2 separate regions of the Zea mays genome follow, and region 2 is linked to region 1. A link is a contact called in public Hi-C data. All regions are on one chromosome and are shown on one strand. The core of a region is the stretch at or near the end of the contact, and the rest is flanking DNA. Distances in the headings are between cores, read along the strand shown.

Region 1 (4,192 bases), core at 134-2,633:
ACCTGCTTCTAGCACAGTAGAATTAACATAGTCTTCATCACTCTCGCTAGAGTTTCCAGCCATGTATCCATTACCATCAGAAGACGAGCTGAAGCTACAGCATGGACCTATGTTCTTCGTAGATGTTTGAGAGATGGGAGAAATGAATCTTGAAATGTTTCTGTATTTTGAAATGGCACCAAACAATGCAGTCCCAAGCTGCCCGGATTTGGTCAGGGAGTTGTTGATCAGCGCAGCAGCAGGCAGTTTCGCTTGCATTGCAGGACGGCAGAAAACAGGTCCCTCCATCGCCATCAATCTGCCTCCATGAAAAAATGGAACAAATAAATAAATATCCGTGTCCAGATAATGTTGTGCAGGAATAACCAAGTGGCCTCTAGAAGCAGAAAAGTCAGAAAATGATTCTTGGCCTGCGCCTATGCTACAACTATCAGTTTTATTTTTTCAAAAACAACTATCAGTTTTCAATTTCATGACACTGACGTATCAACCTACAATTTGGATTCAAAAATAAGCTGGATTGCAGTCTTGATCGACAAGTGCTGGACCTTATTTTATATCTCAGCCCCAAACCGTAGCGTCAGATGCCTAAACACTGCCGAATCAAGCACCTAAACCTGACAGCTTCACATATCATTTATTGTTCCCATATACTAATGATCCCTTAATTCGCAGACTATTTCCCATGTTCATCAGCGCCGATGTAAATAAAAATGAACACACGTAACTGAGCATTCGATTGCACTGAACGCCCAGGAGAACACATCCCAAAGATCGCCTCACACCATCCTCATGATGACAGTTATCCAGCCATCCAGGAAGGAATCAACGGAAGGACAGGTGCAGGTGCAAGAATCATGTCCCATACCCCCCTCAGCGCACAGTCCCCAAACAAAACGAGCAGAAACCAAGAGACCAAGCAAGAATCCAAATCGAAGCTCCCATCGAACAATAAACACTCACCCGAAGGAAACTAAATCTCGTTACACGAAGAGGAGCAAGCCGTCGCTGCTCCAATTAACGGGGGGAGAAAACGAGAAGAAACAAAAGAGTCCACGAAATGGTAAAAGAATCCCAAGAGAGTGAATGGAAGCCACAAGAATCGGATCGCAGACCGCATCAAGAACAAGCCTGATTTGGAAAAGGCACGAGGAGAGGTCGTCTTTACGAGCAATGGTCGCCGCTCCTTGGAGCCGAAGAAGCAGAGCACGAGCGCAAATTGAGAGGAGGGGAGAAGAGCGACCGTAGTGGAGTATTAATTGTTGATTTGTTGGAGAAAGAAATAGAAAAGGAGGTGGGGCTGCTTACCTTTCGCTTTATCCGGAAGAGAGAAGAATCGCAAAGCGGTGGGCGAACGACGGCGAGCATCGGTCTCCCAGTAAAAATTACACTTTTGTCCTCCTAATTTATTGACTACTCGAACGTCTTAAAACAGACTTTAGTATCTTTATCTTTATCTTTACAAATAATTAAGTACTCATTGTAGGCGTCTACATCCGCGGTGTTCTGCCTCCAGAAATCTCGGTCGCGATAGCGCCTCTCCATCCCGCCGTCGTCTGCCATTTCTACCATTCCCGTCTATTCCCATCGTGGAAACCGCTCGCCCTCTCCACGCGACATCCAAACGCGCCCGCCCCCTCCCCACCCCACACCAGGCGCCCGCCTCCTCTGCGTCGCATCCGCCGCGAGCTCAAGGCGGGACAGCCTCCACGGCGGCGGGGTCACGCTGAACAGGGAGTCGCTGCAGGGCCGGCGCCTGCACGCCATCTCCGTGTATGTGAGCGGGATGCTGACCGTGCGCGAGACGCTGCTGTTCGCCGCCGAGTTCCGCCTGCCCTGCGCGCTTTCCTCAGAGCGGAAGTGCGCGTGTGTCGACCAGCTCGGCCTCTTCTACGTTGCCGACACCATCAACGGCTGGCGGCGGCGGTGTTTCTATCGCAGCCATGCGCCGTCGACGTCGTCTACGGGGAGGTGTGGGCAGGACGGCTGGCACTGCCGGTGGTGGACGGGAAAGAGCTGTTTGCACGCGGGCTGCTGGGTGTCGAGCTCGGCCCCGATGACGTTCCGCCGTTTGCAGCAAAGCCAGACTGGTGCCCTGTGTTCCTTCGGGTGTGGGGGACAGATATCCTCCGGGTCTACTGAAAGGATAAAAGACCTCACGAAAGGCCCAAGGACCCAATAAATCGTAAGGTCATCCCTTCGTGAACCTGGGGAGGAACGACCAGTGAAGCAGGTTGACGCAAGGCCGGATCGGTGCGAGCCCAGACGGCCCGATGACTTCGAGCAAGTAATCACAACAGTGACCCGACCTTCCCGCGCTGGAACCCCGTATAACGGAACCAAGCGAGGATGGGTCGGCGGAACTATAGGAAGATAGATTCGATTGGTTCACTATCATTTAGGCGCATGCTGTTATCATATCCGCATGTAATGCCCCGCGGTCGAATATATAAGGCCTAGGGGGCACCCCTTCAGATCGATCGATCTCACTACCCAGCCATCTACCCCAACTCTCTACGTTCCTCGCACTAGAGAGTTTCCTTGTAATCCGCCACATAAAACATTCCCGCCAGGACGTAGGGTGTTACGCATCTCTAAGCGGCCCGAACCTGTACACCATTGTTCACAGTTTCTCGTGCGCCCTGCACGAACCATCGAGCTACAGTCGGTAACACCGTCCTACTCCTAAAAAACACCTTGAGGGGCAACCCCGGGTGTGCGGTCGGACCCAAAACACCGACAGCTGGCGCGCCAGGTAGGGGGTGTGTCGCCGATCTAAGCTAGCTTAATGGCCGTCACCTTCCAGCACAAGATCATCCTCCGCCCCGGATCCGTGTTCTGCTTCGGAACTATCTCATCTGTAGAGGATGAGGAAGGAACTCTACATCTCATCGCAGATCCGCCAAGGAGGAAGTCTCCTCCAACAACCTTCGAAAATATCGGGGTGAAGCAGGGAAAAGTGCAACCTCCAGCGCTCCAAAAAAAGATCGCCTTCAGCAAGCCAGGAGCCGAGGGCCCGCTGGCCCAGAGAACTCCACTGTCTACCTCTCCAACGAAAGAATGGACACAAATCGCAAGGAAGAAAGAAACAAATAAAACTGGGAGGAAGCAAGTTGTTCTTTCTGTGCCTCTGCCCTCAAAGGAGAACAGAAAGAAGATCGCCACGACAGCTGCACCATTCTACCACGACGTCCTCTTCATCAGGAGAGTAGAGTCGCCCCCCGTCTCCGACGACGAGCCGACTGCACCCGGAGAGGAACCTCCTTAGCGAGAATCCCGCCGATGAAGGAACCGACGCCGAAATATCTGGCGACATCACGAGGCCGGAGAGCGGGACCCGGAGCAGCCTGTATCGCGAGACGAGGTCTTAGAGATAAGAGAAACTCCGGAGGAACGTGTCTTCAGGGAACGAAGGAATTCCCGACGGCGTGATCGTGAGAGCACCTAGAGGGGGGGGTGAATAGGTGATCCTGTAAAAACTTAAACTTATAGTCACAAAACTTGATTAGGTGTTAGCACAGTTTATGCCAAGTGGCTAGAGAGAATTCAAAACACGATAACCACAAGAAAGCAATCACAGAGTTGACACGGTGGTTATCCCGTGGTTCGGCCAAGTACAAAACTTGCCTACTCCACGTTGTGGCGTCCCAATGGACGAGAGTTGCACTCAACTCCTCTCAAGTGATCCAATGATCAACTTGAATACCACGGTGTTTTTCTTTCCTTTGATCTTTTCCCGTTTGCGAGGAATCTCCACAACTTGGAGTCTCTCGCCCTTACAGTTGAGTTCACAAAGAAATACGGAGTAAGGTGGGAATGAGCAACGCACACAAGACTCTAAAATCAGAGCAACAACACGCACACAAGTCGCAACAAGAGCTCGCAACGCAACACAAAGAGTTCACAACTCCACAAGAGCTCTATATGCTATCACAATGAAACGAATGCGTGAGATTGATGTCTTGGTGCTTAGAAGAGTTGTAGGAATGCTTGGTGTACTCCTCCATGCGCCTAGGGGTCCCTTTTATAGCCCCAAGGCAGCTAGGAGCCGTTGGGAACAAATCTGGAAAGCCATCTTTGCCTTCTGTCTCGTGGCGCACCGGACAGTCCGGTGCACACCGGACACTGTCCGGTGCCCGATTTGTTTCCTTAAATGGCGAAGCCGACCGTTGCAGATCGTTGCAGATCTGGC
Region 2 (4,583 bases), core at 69-2,568, 660 kb after region 1:
GGACAGCTGTCGGAGCTGTTGAGTCCTTGCTGACGTCCTCTTGCTTTCGTAAGGGGGCCGAGAGCCGCCGTCGTCATAGAGCATGCAGGGCGCCATCATTGCTTGTCTGGCGGAGCGAGCCAGATGGGACGCCATTCTTGTTTCCCGTAGCCCGAGTCGGCTTGGGGTAGGGTAATGATGGCGCCTCCTGTTGACGTGGCCGGCCCGCGCCCTAGGTTGGGCGATGTGGAGGCTCCTCCGAGGTCGAGGTCGAGTCTGTCTTCCGAGGCCGAGGTCGAGTCCGAGCCCCTGGGTCGGGCGAGGCGGAGACCGTCGGCGAAGGCCAGGGCTGAGTCTGAGCCCTGGGTCGGGCGGAGCGGAGTTCGTCGTCTTCCGGGGCTGAGCCCGAGTCCGAGCCCTGGGTCGTGCGGAGCGGAGTTCGTCGTCTTCCGGGGCTGAGCCCGAGTCCGAGCCCTGGGTCGGGCGGAGCGGAGTTCGCCGTCTTTCGGGGCGGAGCCCGAGTCCGAGCCCTGGGTCGGGCGGAGCGGAGTTCGCCGTCTTCCGGGGCCGAGCCCGAGTCCGAGCCCTAGGTCGGACGGAGCGGAGTTCGCCGTCTTCCGGGGCCGAGCCCAAGTCCGAGCCCTGGGTCGGGCGGAGCGGAGTTCGCCGTCTTCCGGGGCTTAGCCCGAGTCCGAGCCCTGGGTCGGACGAAGCGGAGTTTCCTATGGTGCCTGAGGCCGGGCCTGGCTGCCTGTCAGCCTCGCTCTGTCGAGCGGCACAGCAGTCGGAGCGGCGCAGGCGGCGCTGTCCTTCTGTCTGGCCGGTCAGTGGAGCGGCGAAGTGACTGCGGTCACTTCGGCTCTGTCGACTGGAGGACGCGCGTCAGGATAAAGGTGTCAGGCCACCTTTGCATTAAATGCCTCTGCGATTTGGTCGGTTGGCGTGGCGATTTGGCCAGGGTTGCTTCTTGGCGAAGATTGGGCCTCGGGCGAGCCGGAAGTATGTTCGTCGCTGGAGGGGGCCTCGGGCGAGGCGTGATCGAGTCCCTCGAATGGACCGATCCCTGACTTAATCGCACCCATCAGGCATTTGCAGCTTTGTGCTGATGGAGTAACCAGCTGAGAATTAGGAGTCTTGAGGGTACCCCTAATTATGGTCCCCGACGCAGTGTGAGCTATTTACTATTAAGTCACCCTGCGTTTATGATTTGTATGACCATTTGTGTCTATAATTTATATGTCTGATGGTAAAATAGAGAAACCCACAATTAAGAGTGACAAAATAGGAAATTTCCCCTCCAAACAGGGTCATATCTCTCGCTCGCCCTTTCCCCTTCGATGCAACTGGTGTGGCGGCGGCGGCTGCGGGCGGCGTGATACGGCACCCCCTCCTCCCGCCCCCTTATGCAAGCGGGCAATCAGAACTCCGATCACCCGCACGCCGGCACGCCAGTGTCGTCTTCGCAACCATGAACTCCATCGAGCCTTTCAACCGGTGAGCCCCGACCCTACTCCAATCTTGAAACCCTAGCCGCAGCCGTTGCTGACCTCCGCGCGGGACCGGGTGGGTTGGCTTTCTGGCAGGCTGGTGAGGCTGGCGGCCCGCGCCTTCTACGACGACGTCTCCATGAAGGGCGACAACCAGCCCAAGACTTCCCGCGGGGACAACCGCGGCATGGCCGTCGTCGTCCTGGACGCGCTCACCAGGTACCGGATGCGAACTATTTCTATTGAACCGTCTGTCTTCTCGATAAAAAAATTAGTTGTGTACATGAGAAGCTCGGTTACAATATGGTCGGAGTGGTGGATGGTTGCCTAGCACGACCACCTTGCCTTCATATGCCATCAACATACCTCACCTGCTGGTCCAGTGACACCTCACTCATGTTATATCTTTCGAATGCTTGCTTACTTTTCTTCTATGCAGCACGATTGCGGCAGTTTCCCAAAAAATCTGCATACTTTTTACTATTTTAAAATGTAAAGATAATAACACATTAAAACTGAAAATATAAAACAGCAACCTACTTAACTACATGTTGCGGCTGCAAGGAAAGGCAAAGGCTTCTAAAAAGTATGGATTTCTTAGAAAATTGAAAGGTACCCCTGCAAGCATAGAAGAGGACATTAGACCACTTAGCATTTTAACAAAGAATTGAATACATAGACAAGGGAAAGTGCTTCTCTCAGCTTCATACCTCCTTAGTAAATTGCTCTACTAATTAAAGCATCCAAGTGCTTAGAGCATCTCCACTAGTTCCCAAAATAATAGTTGGTAAATCAATGAGTTTTTCAAGTGGCTAAACAAATATTTGGAGCATATTTGTTGTTTTCCTCCAGCAGTTTCCAAAATATCTCTTCTAAAATATAGAAGTCAATTTTGCATCAGGAATCGTGAACTATTTATAAAGCACCACAACCACTTTTATACTTTCTTTCTCTCTTTTACATTTGCATTTGAAATTCTGTCCTACTTATTTGGCCCATGTTCTCCCACCTCCAGATTCCAGATTGGCAGATCAGAGTTGAGATAGGGAGTTGTTGGGGAGCAGTTTTTTTTCTCTATCTTGCCAAAAAATCTACGTGGGAGTGGTTTTTGGAAACTCTTGGAGATGCTATTGTGGTCTTCCAATGGCCAAGCTTTTTCCAATGTAGAAGTAGGCCCCCTTTTCTTCTTGTTTCTATTGGTGGTATTGCCTGAGGAACAGTAGGCAAAGAATGACTTGTTGCCTTAGACCTTTCCACCAGTTCCTTCCAGCTCTCAATTTTCTTCCTCATGTCACTAAGCGTTTCAAATGGAACAATAGGACATCTATTTACCTATTCCCCTTTCTCCCTTCTGCAGCAAACGAGGTTCAACTCTAGTGTATCTACTCAGTTTTTGCATTGGACAATACTTGCATCACAATAAAGTTCTACTAGCTCTAGGCTTCTCCAGAATGGTGACGTGATCCCAAAGTGGAGCCTTGATGTCTGTTGTGGTTTGGCCACATATCCTACGCTAGGACTAGGCACTAGCAATACTCATATTTGGATTTATAAAAAACATATTTGGAGATGCCACCTACTGCATAAAGCAATCAAGCATGAACAACATTAATCAGGAAGAAGTGGGGAACAAAGAAAATAAAGCAACAAGAAATCAAGAACTTCAAAAGTAGTGTACATCGAGAATGGGAAGAGGAAGTGGGAGCAAAGAGATCAAGCAACAATAATTGAAGAACTGCAGGTGCAGGGACAAACCGACAAAGTATATCGACAACAGGGAAGGGGATGAACTCATGGGAGGTTGTCGGATCCATGTCATGGGGGTAGAGGCTCGTCTCTAGCGGCTGTTGAGTGGGGATGAGGCTTCTCTTGCGTCAGCGCGTGTGCGCATTGGGGGCACATAAGGTGTGGGCATTTGGGGTTATGTTGTGGGGGCAATGGGAGATAAGGGAGCGCTCGTTGTTGGGATGGGTATCAAATAGGTAGATATGTTTTGGCTGACACACTCAATACTTGCAAAATTAATAAAAAACGGATACTTAGAAGATGTATTTTTGTTTTCAAATCTCCTAATCAACCCTAGTTGACATGGCACCGATAAAGTGATTAGTCATTAGGAAGGGGCCTCTAGTTGAGTTGGTTAGGTGGTTTGAGTAGCACTCAGTTCTTGAGTTCGACTCTCCGTGGGAGCGAATTTTAGGCCGGGTTAAAAAATCCTCTCGTTTGTCCCACGATAGAGCATAGGTTTAAGGCCTGGTCCTGGTTGCGATCGTTCTCACATAGGCCACGGTGACGCTGTGTATGGGTGGGGTAGGGGTTTGGAGTTTTCTTGACGTGTGTGAGGTCTTCTTAATATAATACTAGGTGAGTGCCCGTGCGTTGCAACGGAAATATATAATACCACAATAACTTATATATAAATGTGTTATACTGTTAAGACACATTTTTATGTAGCCTTGTTGAGTTCACAATCAGCACACGGGTTGGATCCAATAGAGAGTTCTCTCAACCAACCAAACAATTAGTGGAACAATGAATTCCAGTCGAGGAATGATCGAATGAGGAAATTTCAGTGTCTACCAAATGGAGAGGTTTAATCGCACGAATAGCTTGAGCAGCACAAACTGCTTGACTAAGTACTTTGAATGAACCAAATAACTCACCAATATACAACTACTAAAAACATGTAAAGATCATCTTTATTTTCCAAAGCATAATAACCAACACCACTCATGAAGATGATACATTATTTGAAAATGCAGTGGACTTCACAAAATCGAAAATCAATGCATAATATCTATGCAACATTTCTGTCCACCAAGCACAAAAAGGAAAAAGTTGTCATTATAGATAGATAAACAAGAAATTTCAACCATGAAGCATGGCACAATAGATGTCCAGAGGTAACCTACCTCAGCTTCATTGAAAAGCCCACAAGCTTGATTTGTTGTATTCAACAAAGATGCTTCCTGCATTTAAAACATTCAAAAGTTATTTACATCCAACTCTGGAGCCTAGCAAGTAGGTATCTTCTGAAACATATGGCATAAATCATCAACTCCCTTGTCCATGCTTCATTCTTTACCTGCTTACAAATAAATCAAAGGGAAGAAACAC

Evidence for each region. A called contact is a pair of places that touch in the nucleus more often than the background predicts.
Region 2: a Hi-C map of ear shows a contact between it and region 1, with 3 times the contacts expected there. The contact joins the promoter of LOC100273074 here to the promoter of LOC100303991 in region 1. A contact is called at or near these places in 2 of 25 Hi-C or Micro-C datasets (bundle sheath and ear).

Annotation. Positions count from the first base shown.
Region 1 is chr1:145,428,093-145,432,284 of Zm-B73-REFERENCE-NAM-5.0, forward strand. It overlaps LOC100303991 (wound responsive protein), which reads right to left and starts at 1,384. Exons shown (of 11, transcript NM_001414262.1): 1 at 1,309-1,384; 2 at 3-298. The coding sequence starts at 294. It also overlaps the pseudogene LOC103644943.
Region 2 is chr1:146,091,679-146,096,261 of Zm-B73-REFERENCE-NAM-5.0, forward strand. LOC100273074 reads left to right here and starts at 1,319. Exons shown (of 10, transcript NM_001147523.1): 1 at 1,319-1,473; 2 at 1,563-1,685. The coding sequence starts at 1,448. It overlaps LOC109943447 (a long non-coding RNA gene), which reads right to left. Exons shown (of 2, transcript XR_002266213.1): 1 at 4,552-4,583; 2 at 4,144-4,435.